Regions from separate parts of the Mus musculus genome. Here regions 1 and 2 are each linked to region 3. A link is a contact called in public Hi-C and promoter capture Hi-C data. All regions are on one chromosome and are shown on one strand. Each heading gives the region's core, a stretch centred on a gene start, on an enhancer-like site or on the middle of the called end of the contact. The rest is flanking DNA. Distances are from core to core; before and after follow the strand shown. Region 1 holds the start of Golt1b (golgi transport 1B). Region 2 holds the start of Pyroxd1 (pyridine nucleotide-disulphide oxidoreductase domain 1). Region 3 holds the start of Strap (serine/threonine kinase receptor associated protein).

What was found. Promoter capture Hi-C pulls out the DNA fragments that hold promoters and counts their contacts. Hi-C and Micro-C count contacts between places; a contact is called where the count stands out from the background.
Region 1: a Hi-C map of B cells shows a contact between it and region 3, with 8 read pairs. The contact joins the promoter of Golt1b here to the promoter of Strap in region 3. A contact is called at or near these places in 1 of 39 promoter capture datasets (pre-B cells) and 1 of 484 Hi-C or Micro-C datasets (B cells).
Region 2: a promoter capture Hi-C map of pre-B cells shows a contact between it and region 3. The contact joins the promoter of Pyroxd1 here to the promoter of Strap in region 3. A contact is called at or near these places in 1 of 39 promoter capture datasets (pre-B cells) and 1 of 484 Hi-C or Micro-C datasets (CD4 T cells).

What each region holds. Positions count from the first base shown.
Region 1 is chr6:142,385,909-142,390,208 of GRCm38.p6, reverse strand. It overlaps Golt1b (golgi transport 1B), which reads right to left and starts at 2,966. Exons shown (of 5, transcript NM_025872.4): 1 at 2,840-2,966. The coding sequence starts at 2,864. Recql (RecQ protein-like) reads left to right here and starts at 3,122. Exons shown (of 15, transcript NM_023042.3): 1 at 3,122-3,187.
Region 2 is chr6:142,342,694-142,347,280 of GRCm38.p6, reverse strand. Pyroxd1 (pyridine nucleotide-disulphide oxidoreductase domain 1) reads right to left here and starts at 1,584. Exons shown (of 12, transcript NM_183165.3): 1 at 1,474-1,584. The coding sequence starts at 1,548.
Region 3 is chr6:137,733,245-137,737,607 of GRCm38.p6, reverse strand. Strap (serine/threonine kinase receptor associated protein) reads right to left here and starts at 2,526. Exons shown (of 10, transcript NM_011499.3): 1 at 2,142-2,526; 2 at 1,143-1,278. The coding sequence starts at 2,253.

The DNA of each region.
Region 1 (4,300 bases), core at 1,717-4,216, 4.7 Mb before region 3:
GCAGTGGAAAAGATATCCCATAAGGCTCTTCACAGCACAGTGCCAACAGTGCCTCACAATTCCTTTAACAAAGTTCTGAGGTACCCAGTAGCAACCAAGGCTCAAGTTTCCGATGAGCAACCCATTCCTGGTTGCTGATTCCAAGCATTAGTGTGGGAATCAGTCACACCACAGGCAGCAGGGAGACTACAGACCCAGTCTTCTCACTCTACAATCCTACTAGAGCCATGATTCACGAAGTACATACAGGTCAGAAGGGGACAGACAGCTGCCTGTAGACTCTTTTACCACACTGGCACCAGTCCAATGCTGCCAGGAATCCTCCATGAAATGGGTCAAACCCTTATCACACCCCTTTCTCACCTCCACCTTTTCCGTTGTCCCTATCCTTATCCAGCTGCAAGTTTTCTGAAATCAAAAGGCCTACATGCTGCAGTGATCTTCCTGCCTGTATCATACTTGGGAAAACATAATCTATCTTTATATTTTTCTGCCCATAAAAAAAAAAAAGCTTGATAAAAGCAATCTGAGATATTAGCTAACATAAAGAAAAGACATACTGAAGAAATTTTATAAAGACCAGTTTAGCCCATTGTCAATCACAGCTGACATTTAGTGATGGGGACACCTTCACAGAGCAAGAGCAGCCCCGCCTTCCTCATCACACCCTTTAGGAAACAGAAGAGTCCAACTAAGTAAAACAAATACCACAGCAGCATTTTGCTTAATGTGACAATCCAGATGTAAGCTGGAAGCTGCCCCCATTTCATCTCCTTGAGTAAGTCTTGGCATTTCTTTGGGCTTTGCTGGTATGGGGGAGGGCATACTACAGAATCTTCAGCACATCATGAACTGGCATCTACCCGACTGCTCAGAGCTTGATCAACCTCCTCACAACATCTGAAAGCCATGACTCATGCTGGCACCTTTCTGGGCTGCTAGTGGTTCAACCTCGAAGTCAACACAGACACAGATCTAATCTGAATTTGACCAGCTCTGGTTCCCTAACCACTGGCTATAACTCACCATCTCACCTCAGAAATCAACAAGTGAACATCACAGAATTTCACCATCCCAAGAAATGTGGTAAAACAAGGGGAGAACAGCTTCTTCTGCCCAGAATTCAATCCCTCACTGTGTTACTTTTGTTGGAGAGTGACATTCTCTGCCCTGTGCACAGGGTAATTTATACACCACAGACTTGTACCATCCCAAGATGTGAATGTTGACATCAAGTCTCCTCAGAAGCTAGCTAGTACTACAGTAACAAGAGCAAAGGCTTGTGAACCAGAAATCCCAGGACCATGGCTGTTTCTGCCTTTGTGTGTAACTCAATGTCTTACACGTCCCAATTCATAAATGGTCCATGCCTTCCCATGCTTGTGTAAGAATTAAACGTGTAAGTAAGAAAAGCTGCTCTTCTGGATCCAAGTTGGTTTCCAGCACCCACACCAGGCAGCTAAAAACCGTCTGTAACTATAGCTCCAGGAGGATCCTGTGACTCTGGTCCCCACATGCATGTTAAAAAAACTCATTTAAACAAGCAATTAAGATCACTCTTGTCTATATAACTACATGTTGCACTAAACTGAAACAGGTTCACAAGACTTAGTGACAGTAGGGAAAAAAGGGACACTTTTATTTCTGACTAGAACCAAAGGAGCCTGACTGGACCAATAGACAACACCCCTGGGCTAGAGAAGGTAGCTGTGCAGTCCACAGTAAGACAGAGGGGACTGCCAGGGTGTGGAGGGACTCATAAAGCACCTGTGACACTCCAGTGTGCCACAACTTGAATCTAAATCTTCAAACTCCACTTGAGAATAACTTCAAGGAAGGTTTTTGTTTCACTTCAGTGGGATGTTAGAATCTTGAAAAGCTAAGGTGAATATAGTTTGAAGAAACAAAGTTCATGGTAATGAGCAAAAGTGAGGCAAAAAGAGGTCATACCCATAAAGATATCTTTAAAAAGTAACCAGCTTGGGTAGAATTTATAAATAGAAAAATAATTAAGATTGATAAGAAAACATAGAAAAATGAAGTCACAGAGAAAACGATGGAGATAGGGATAACGCTCTGCTAGTCTGCAGAAACATTTGGCTGAGATGCTCTAATCTCTGGGGCTACAAAAAAAAAAAAAAAGGCAAGACTGAAGACTGCAAAGCTGGTCAGAATGATGAGATAGGCAGAAACAGGATGCTAAAATAGAACACGCCACGAAGTACAGAATACAACACTAATAAAGAAATCCTTTCCCAGTACAGACAGGCAGAGTCCTTCATGCTTGTAATCTCATAACTTTAGAGACCGGGGCAGGATTACAAGTGGGAAGGCTAGCACTGACACAATGAGCGCAAGGCCAGCCTCGTTAACCTACAGTGTGATCCTGGCTCCTAACCCAGAAATCTAAACCATCGAAGTCAATGCTCAGAGCACAAAGTGACTTTTTAACATTAGTAAACTTGGTTGAAACTTAAACGAGCGGAAAACCGAAGTCCTTGTTAAGGGAATTTTGGGTAGGTAGGTAACAGTGGAGTCTGATCACGGCTCTCTACGCCCCCAGCCCACCCCAGCCTTGCAGGCGCTCCGCGCGGGCGGACAGTCCCATTCCCGCCACCCCGGAAACTTGGTCCGACGGCTGTTCCGTGGGACAGAGCACGGGTGCCACCGGGGCGAAGGCGGCGGCGGCACTTGGGCCGAGGCAGGTCGGCGGTCCTCCCGTCACGGCCCCCTCCCTCCCGCGGGCCGCCGCCCCACGCGCGCTCGCTCCATTCATTGCGGGGCGGAGCAGAGGCTGAGGCGGGAGCACCGGCCAACGCTGGGGCCCGGCAGCGCTTACTCTGCGTATCCGTGAGGGAGATCATGGTGGCGGCGGCGAGGACCGCGGTGCTTCGGGGCCCACGCTGCGAAGCCTGGTCCGGAGAAGAGCCTCGGCGACGCCGCCCGGGCCCGAGCCGCCACGTCTTCCGGAAACACGCAGCCGCCGCCGCCGGGCCGCAAGGCCGCGCTCCATTGGCTGCAGCGAGACCAATAGCACGCGCTCTTGTTCGGATGTGCACCCGGACGCCGCACCACGCAGCCAATCAGAGAAGGCAATGGCTTGTGATTGGTGGAGGGGGCTGATCCGGAAGGGTGGGCGCTGCATGCCGGGCGGCGGGAAGGTTTTTACGCGCGGAGCGGCTGACAGGTTCGTGGTGGTGCCGGTTCCGGCGCGTGGGTCCGCGGCTGTCTGCTGGGCGGATAGGAGCTGGGCGTCGTCTCTGCCATCGCTTTCAGGAGCCCTGGTCGCCGCAGCTTGCGCTTCTGCCTCGTCTGTGGAGCCGGCGGGGTGGAGGGATGCGCTCAGGGTTAGCGTGCGTTTTCCTTCCGCACTGATGACAGTGGACCTGGTTCACGTTTTTTGACTGACAGACCTCTTTGTAACTTAGTTCTTGGATATATTTCGTGCTACGCTATGTTTTGCTGTGAAGTTGCCTAATTTAGGCAAGGGGTAGGTTATTGGCAGCAAAGTCCAAAAATATATATATATTTGAAGTAGTGGCAGGAAATGAACTTAGACCGAATCTCTCCTAAGCGAAGAGAAAGCGCCTGTTTTTAGGTTCCGGAAAAGGCATTTTTTTTTTTCTAGGCTGTTTACAAAAGTGAAGAGATTCAGGCTCTGCCATGATACAGGACCTTAGAGTCCATGGGCAGAATAGTATCAGTCTAGGAAGTGATAAGGAGATGTTCTCATACGTGAGGAAGGAGGAGTCTTGATTTAAACCCATCCTTAAATGTCCGTTAGTTTTGTCCTTACTCTTTAATCAGGGCTTATCTGTCTTAACAGCCATGCACAGGAAGGGTACAAATTCGATAAAGGAAACAGTTCAAGTGAGAATAGGCGGGTGCAGAATCTGTCTTTGGAGAGCACTCTTAGGTTTAGCAAATATAAAATTAAGCAATATATAACACACTTTCAAACGTTTGTTTTTTGCTTTTATGTAATGGTGACAGATTGTCATTGATTGAGCAAAAAAGTTGTTCACAACAGTTCATGAACACAATGAGGTCCTTGGCCCCTAACACAGAAAACTAAAACACCACCCCAAAAAAAAGCCTGTGTTCTGAGTACGAATGACTTTAAAATTAGCAAACTGTTGAAACTTAAATAGGCAGAAAACCTAAGTTCTTCCAAGGGAATTTTGGGCAGGTTACACGTCTACCCAAATAATTACTAAAAATACAAAATTAAGCAAAATATAACATGCTTTCTAATTTTGTTTTTATGTAATGGTAACAGATTGTCATTGAGCAAACATAA
Region 2 (4,587 bases), core at 335-2,834, 4.6 Mb before region 3:
ACAGCCAATTACAGACTGCTTACTTACTTCCATTCATTTTAAAGTAGTGTTTTTACTTGCCTTCGCTGAGGATAAAATTAAAGCAAGGCTGCGATATGAGACAGAATCTCAGCATCACTCTTCCCATGGCCCTCACACTCCCTCTCTGACTAGTACATACTCAGGGAAGACAGAGCCATTTGAACCTTAGCTTAACAAAACACAAAGACTTAACATGCAGCAGTTTCACGATTTCTACCTTTTCCCTACACTCCGGAGGGGGGTGGTCGTTTGCTCATCTTGGATTCTGTTCCACTGCCTGTCCCATGTCCCTGCTCATGTCCCACGAAGCTCAGCACCCTCAACCCCACGCCCTCAGGCCATACAACAGTCCTGTGACTCAACCTATTTGAATGTCCTATATCTGACCACTCTCTGCCTTTGTTTCCTCTTCATATTCTGTAATCTATCTTGTACATTTCTTGTTGGATCAAGTTCTCAAAACTTAATACTCCTGAGAACTATCTACAGGTTAGCTTCCTGCTTCACACAGCTGTCGACCATTTGCCCTTAACACACACACTGTAGCTAATCAAATTTACAAAGCTTTCACCCCTAACTCGAAACCATCTATTTGCAGACTTTCATTAAACACAGCAAGTCGTATCAACCTATGTGGTCTGAACTCTGGCAGTCTTCCTTGCTTCTGTCTCTTATCAGCTTCTCTGCTTGCAATTTAAGTCATGCTTTCTTCCCATGAAGGCTACACTGTGGAGTATGTTTTTCTTCTCTATTTGGTAATCTTTACACATTAAGAGAAGTTAATTACCCCTTACCTTAATTCACTCCTACCAGTAACTCCTAAGATTAAGGTAACACAGTGATGACGTGACTTGGAATATGAACTCTTTGATGGATAAACAGGAGCTGCACCACCCAAGTTTAACAACTCAAAAAACACTTCCTGCTACTATTTCTGGTGACTTCAGCGGTTGGTGATCGCAACAAAATAGTTCTTTTCTGTAATACGCACATGTAAACACATCTGATTCATTTGTTTATCATGATTAGAATTTCCTCATCTGTAGTCCTTTGCCCCAAACTTCTGCTAGACATGAAATTTTATCTTTGGAGTTCAAGGTAACGTTGAAATTATTTATTAACGTCGTGGCACTTATCAAGAAACTAAATTTCATGTGTGAAGGAAATCTGAAAAGTGGGAGAATTTTCTGTCCAAACGCCAAGGTCTCCTGCCCACTGGCACACTATTCCACCCGGAGTCTGGTTCGATTTTGGATTCCTAGCTAATTAGGCACTGTCTACTCCTGGCCCCAAACGCTACAACGGGGCTCTGCGCAGCCTCCCCACCAGCGGCGCCGCCGAGTGGGCGTGGGGAAAAGCCGGAAGAGCGACCCGCGAAGCGGTGCCGCCCGCCGCAATCTCCCGTAACCACGACAACAGGGTCCAGAAGGGGCGGAGCACGCGCCCACGAACCTGCTCGGCACACGTGACGCCAGCGATGCCACCTCCTACCACCACGAATGTCCCTGCCGGTCGCGGGGCCTCCATAGTTCCCCGGGGGCTGGCGGCAGACTGAACACTGGTGAAAGTTCCAGCTATTTTCTACCCGGAAGAGACGCTGCCCACAAATCACTTCCGGCGCTCGGGCCATTGACATTGGACTACGGGTGCCCGGAAGCTCACACTTAGTCCGTATGAGTATTTCCCACGTGTTTTGCGTTTGAAAATCTGGAGGCAGACTTTCCGGCTGTTACCACGCCCACATCTTGAACTCTGGTTGCCCCTGCCTTAGGGGACTTTCATGCGAGCCTCTTCTTATTCTGTAGGGGAAGAACTCGAATCCTCTGGAATAGTCTCGATTGCTGCCCTTCACATAGCAATGGGATATTGTGAAAACTCATTCTTTTTGTTTTTGTTTTTGTTTTTTGCGAGACAGGGTTTCTCTGTATAGCCCTGGCTGTCCTGGAACTCACTTTGTAGACCAGGCTGGCCTCGAACTCAGAAATCCGCCTGCCTCTGCCTCCCGAGTCCTGGGATTAAAGGCGTGCGCCACCATGCCCGGCCTTTGAAAACTCATTCTTTATGACATCTTTATGACAATCAAATACTGTTGAATAGTTGAAGAAGTTAGCCTCTAACTTCCAATTCTGAGCTCAGTAAAAATGTACAGGTGCAAAAACATAGCATTTCTTAACAGTTATAGTTTCCTAGTGTTCATTTGCCTGAGGAATGGCGTTCAGAAATGGCTGAGTTGTTTTCACCTCTTTCCTCTGCAGTATCCTCTCTTACCTTGCTGTTAATCTTTGTGCCCTTGTGGATTGTCTCGCTTGGCGGTTTGATTTTAATATTAAGGCCTTTTTTAATCGTCTCTGTCTAACACTGGTATTTATTGATGCCTCTTTAATTCTTTAAACTCTGAGGATGGCCAATCTGGGTAACAGGGACTCTATATCTCATTATAGATATACACTGCTTCATCGTTTTACAGGAGACCATTTGCTCCTCAGCTTTGAATGACACCGCTGCTTTCTTTCTTTTCTTAGCACACACAACGTCAGCTTTTTGCAACTCCTTTCCCTCAATAAGCTGCCGCTCCTCATCAATAACTTTAATAACTGTAAAATGGAGAAAGGAGTTGCCTCTATGTAGCCCAAAAACATCTTATGAGTTTAAACCTACCCTGCTTTACTTCATCCCAACTACACCAAAGTCGTAAGCTCCTTGACACGACCCCAGCTACTATTTCTGGTGACTTCAGTGGTTGGTGATCTCAGTAAAATAGTTCTATTTGTAATACCCACATGTAAACACACCTGATTCATTTGTTTATCATAGTTAGAACTTCTGTTGGACATGTTACTCATCAACATAAATAGAAATATTAACTAATATTCAAACTGTATCCATTCACCATTTGCTGTTTTACTTTAGAACATAAAAAAAAAACAATAACAAAACAGTGAAGGGATGGTCAAGAATAAAAAGAATAAGTAGGCCTTTTGGACTTTAAAGCGAAACAGCAAAAAAGTATTTTAAATATATGACATATTTAAATGACACATATATATCATCTATCTATCACCTACCTAGTATCTTAAATATATATATATATATATATATATATATATATATTTATATATATATATGATCTTCATAGGCACCGCACACACATGACACACAGGCATGCATTCAGGCAAAACACTCATATGCAAAATATAAAAACAGTCTTTGTAAAAATAAAAGCATACTTGTAGCTGGGCAGTGGTGGCACACGCCTTTAATCCTAGCACTTGGGATAAAGAGGCAGGCAGATTTCTGAGTTCAAGGCCAGGCTGGTCTACAGACAGGTCTTCCAGGACAGCCAGGGCTACACAGAGAAATCGTTTCGAAAAACCAAAAAAAAAAGTATATTGGTATGCTGCTAAAGAAAATCCCTCAATTTGTATTATCTTATGTGTATGGATGTTTTGCATATATATAAAATTATTAATATCATGTGCATGCAGTACCAGCAGAGGCCAGAAGAGGGCATTTGCTTGCCTGAAATTGGAGATGATTCTGAGCTGCCATGTGGGTTCTGGATGCTCTGGAAGAACAGCTAGTGTTCCAAACCTACTGAGCTATCTCTCCAGATCTTTGTTAGTTTTCTTAAGAAGTACACATGCTCAGTTGTTTAATACATACCCCTAAAAATGAATAAATATTAAAAAATAAAAGTATTTTAGTTAGAAAAATATGTGTTGAGAGGAATAAATGAGAACAAAACATATAATAACATGTAATAATATACCATTTTTTGTATTATTTTTATGCTAACCAAAAATTAATAAAATCTATAAATCTATAAAAAACAAAATAGAAAGTATGATATAGGCGACCAATATTGGGTTGGTAAATTTTAACATAAAAATGCATCCAAGAATATAGATGTATATGTGTGCATAGGCTGTCTCTGATTCCATTGCCTTGCATTGGATCCCCTTCCCCTACCTGGACTGCCTGAATGGGCCTCAGTGGGAGAGGAGGTGCTTAGTGGTACCCAGGGGAAGCGTACCCCTCCCTAAGGAGAAGGTGGTTGGGTAACTGGGGTGGGGAGACTTGTAAGGGCAGCACTGGGAAGAGAGGAGGGAAGGGGCTGTAACTGGGATGTAAGGTGAATCAAAAAATAAATTATGGACAGAAAAAAAAAGAGAAGGCAATGCCTTCCTAAGATTGGGCTGTAGCTAAGCCTGTAGGGCATTTTCTTAGTTGGTGTTCCATGCCTTCCACCCCTTGTAGATGTTGCTATTCTCTGGCTGACAGTGCTGGGTTTTGTAAGAAAGCAGGCTGAGTAAGCCATGAAGAGCAAGCCAGTAAGCAGCACCCCTCCATGACCTCTGCATCAGCTCCTGCCTCCACATTCCTGCCCTACTTGAGTTTTTGTCCTGACTTCTTTAGCTGATCAAGACAATTCTCCAAGCAGTTCTTTCTTGCTATTCTAAAAAATTATCTGGATAGCTCATCTCTTGCAGATCACAAGCCCAGTCTTTTATTTTACACAACAATCCAGTCATTTACACCAGGTCCCCCTTTGATTGTCCTATGAAT
Region 3 (4,363 bases), core at 1,277-3,776:
GCTCTGGTCTACTAGCATATACAGCAGCTCTTAACACTGCCTTTGGGCCATCAAGATGCTTTTGTAGGCACACAAGCTGACAACCTGAACCAGAGCCCTCAACCCATACCCCCAAAATTGTCTTGACTTCCTCCACACAAACCCACACACACACAAGAGTAAATTAAAGTTACCTGCATTGATTTAAAAGCACACACAGGTTAGTAACTATACATCAAAAAGTATATAAAATATGACACATGCCTCAATGATTAAAGAGAATCATGTCAGTTTGATAATAGATGCAAAACCCAAAGTAAAAACAGGGAAAGTGTATTATGGCAATGGTTTAGTCCATCTCAGACTGTATCAAAAGACAAAGTGAACTGAGATGAGACGATGTATCCATTACTACAGTGACTGAAGACTCTGTATGTGTGTGTGTGTGTGTGTGTGTGTGTGTGTGTGTGTGTGTGTGTTCCAAAACTCAAGCCTGGCCAGTGTGATCCAGACCACCCTCCTGCCTGCTAAAGACAGTCTCTTGGCTGCCTTCTGATCATTTTGGCTCTTCCAGCACCAATTCTGCCTGCATGCTGCCATGCTTCCCACTATGATGATAATGACCTGAACTCTGAAACTGGAAGCCAGCCCCAGCTAAATCTCTAAGAGTTACCTTTACCTTGGTCATGTTGTACCTTCACAATAATAAAACCCAACTAAGAAAATGAGGATCTAATGAAAATTAAGAATCTTTCAGACAGCCATCTTTAAAACCATAGAAAACAGAAAGTAAATTTGAGGTCCGGTTTTAGATTATCTAGAGCCAGTAATAAAGCTGAGTGAAAAGGTGCCTGGAGACATCACTGTATAGCACTCACTAAGTGTTCAAGACTATCTGTGAAGGACATCAGCAGCACCCATTGTCCAAGCTGTATAGCTCACCACGTTCCTGGTCTCGATGAGAGAGACATCAGTCCTTGAAACATCTCAAGTCACAAGGATGCTCAGAGAGCCAGGACAGAATCGTGGTGAGATCAAACACCATGTACTGTCTATAGCATCCTCGGAGTCAGAACCTCATGTCTAACTGTGAAGTTGGAGAATCTGGCCATGTCACCACAAAATTCAAACAGAATGAAGTTAGCCATTTTTGTTACACTTACGCTGTGAAGTCTGCAGCTGCTGTCGCAGCTTTGGTGGCATCCTTATTCAATGTTGCACCCCAAACAGCACCTTTATGACCCAAAAATGTTCCAATCCAGTCTCCTGTATCTCCCTGGCGGAGCATGGGCTTGCCATCTAGAAAATATTTTCAGACATCTGTGATTTAGAAGCATGCAACGTAATACCAAATCCTGAGCAGCAAACTACTGGAAAACCGTTGTTCTGACTGCTCCCCCCTACTCCCATTAAGCCGTGGGGGCGTGGGGGAGGGTGTCCCCATCCTGGTCTGTGCATATGGTCTCAGTGACCTAGGGACTAAGGAGTTGTAGCCACTCTTCCTGGGAAGCATAAGCAATTTTGGGACCGAATGAGAGGCCTCCCTCATCACCTTTGCAAACTCGGATTACAAAGCAACTATAAAGACCTGGGAAACGCTCTTCCACAAGACCTGATTCCGATTCCCAGCGCCCACACGGAGGCTGACAACAGCCTCTAACTCCGGCTCTGGACAATCTGATGCCTTCCTCTTGGGGCACCCCTTCACACAGGTACAAGCATGCATAGAGACAACACAGGCACACATAAATAAAAACTTCTGAAAAACCGTGGGCTGGATGCCAGTGACATGCGGTGTCAAAACGATCTAGATAGCCGCTTTTTACTTTGGACCACATAAACCTAACGTACACTTTCGTCGGGGAAAAAAAAAAATGAGGCTCACACCACAAAGGATGAAACAATGAGTGAGAGGACATAAAGGGCACTCCTCTCGGCCTGGCCTAATTTCTTCTTCCCGTAAATCCTTGGCAAACACAATGTAGTTGTGTGGGTAGAAAGGCGAGGTGTTGGGGAGCACTAACAACGGTGGGGAGGAGGGACGCATAAAGCCCGGCCAGGGGCGACCCTCTAGTCCCAGCAGCGCGATGGCTGTCGCTGGCAGCCACGACCCACCCACCCGTCGGCACTCGGGAGCCGCGGCCGTCGCGGGCTCAGCTCACCTTTGCAAGCGCTGATCAGAAAGTAGCCGTAAGGCGTGATGCCGCTGAAGGCCAAATCCACCACGGGCCGCGTGTGGCCCGAGCAAGTGAGCGGCGTCTGCCTCATGGCCATGGCGGCGGCGAGCGCGGTGACGCGGAGCGGGGACCGAGGGTCGCGGTCGTCCTCCTTCTCTGCCGCGGCGCCTCAGGCTGCTTGAGGCCCCCGCACTCACGCCGAAGGAGGCCGGCTCCAGAGTCCCCGCGACTCGCGGCCGCCAAGGGAGGGACAGGGAGGGAGGGAGGAGGGGAGGGGAGCGCCGGAGAGCCGGCCTGCCGCCACTCACGGTCCCTACCGGTAGCGGCAGGACGTGACGTCGCCCGACGCGTCGCGTCAGCCGGAAGTGACGACTGGCGGGAAGGCGGTAGTTCCCAGCAGCAGCGCGAGAAGCAGTGTGCGCAGGCGCGAGCTCGGAGACCGAACCCATGCTGCTCTGACGACGTCAAGCGCGCGGCGTCCCGTTGCTACCCAGTGTTGGGAGCCGCCGAGTCCGTCCCTTGTAGGATGCTGTTGTAGAGTTGTAACCTTCTCATTGCTAAGCTACAGACACACTTTTCCATAATCATCTCACATCTAACTGCCTACCCAGTAGCAACCATTCTGTCGCTCTCCTTCCCACCCCCCTCCCGGCATACACCGTCACAACTCACAAACAGTAATGACTTCCCTAATAGAGTGGTTATGCTAACAACATTTATATCCTGGTGACAGATAAGTGACTGGCGTTTAGTGGATGGCCAGCAAATGCTTATTTGCAAGTGGGAAATATTCACTTAGTGCTCAGCAAGGATCCGTGACAACCTAACTGATAAGGGCTCTTTCAGTGGCTCTAGCAACTATCACTGCGGCTGGGGAGGGAGAGACCCCAGTCTACTGGGCTAAAGTTCTTGCCATGTAAGCATGAAGTGTGATACCCAGTACCGACAAAAAAAAAAAAAAAGCTATACATGGTGTGATACATGCTTGGAATGCAGCACTGAAAAGATACCAATCCCTGCCAGCCAGCATAGCAATCAGTGAGTTCCAAGTATGAGTGAAAAACATCTCAAAAACAAAAGAGTGTAGATGCATCTGGACCAGTGAGCCATTCTTCACTGAGAGGCTCCTGAGAGGAGGGACCGAACGGATCAGAAATAAAGAAGACAGGAAAGTTGGGGTCAGGAGGTTTTCCCTAAAACTATGTCTTATGCTAAGCTAATTTATTAAGATGTACAGCATCTTATATACTGTTTGTATGGGGAAAATGGAACAGAAAAACCTATCATACAGTGGGACGAAGTCATCAGAAAGCTAACCAAGCAGTGTTGCACAAAAGGAACACAGAATACTTCATGTGTGCCACAGACCAAGCACACACTGGCCTGGGACTGACTACTCCAGTCTCTTTAGGAGGAAAAGTCACGTTCTCACAGACTGAAATCTTAACTCTGGGGGGCCTGGTTCCAGACTTTGCTATGTCTGACCCTGGTCAAAGGCATAGAGTTGGTATCCCCTTTCCCCTTTCTGAAAGCCTCTTGTATCAGCCTGGAACCTAACAGTGAATGGCTCCTGGGGCTCCTAAGACTGACTTCTGCCTACCACACATGCACACACTACTTTTAAAGTGCATATCAAGCATATGTTGGCATTATAATAGACACTGTAGAAGTGACACAAATCCTCTCTACATGAAGAGATCTATGGGTGGCAAAAATGCTCTGTAGATCACTGTGAAAGAAATTCCACAAATAGGCTATCTGAAAATAAATGAAGGTGGATGCCTACTTCATGATAGATAAACTATTCACACACCATGATTATTAATTTGGGATCTTATTATGCTCATTGTTAATCATACCTTTGGGATTTGGTCATCTGTTAGGGCTTCTTTAAAGCCCTATTTTATTCTGCTTTTATTTTTTTTTCTTGATATATAGTCATTGTTCACGGTTACGGAATAGAGTAGTATTTTGATGATTGCAGATCAAATCAAGGTGCTAAGCATAGCCATTACCTCTAAGGCTGTGACTCTAGTGTCTCCTGGGGGGTTTGTTGTAACGGAAGGTTCTGTCTGCAGGTGAGAGTACAGGGAAGCAGGAGAAATGAAAAGGCCTAATAAGTCTTTGAAATAGAGCAGGGAAATGTAAGCTCTCTCTCTCTCTCTCTCTCTCTCTCTCTCTCTCTCTCACACACACACACACACACA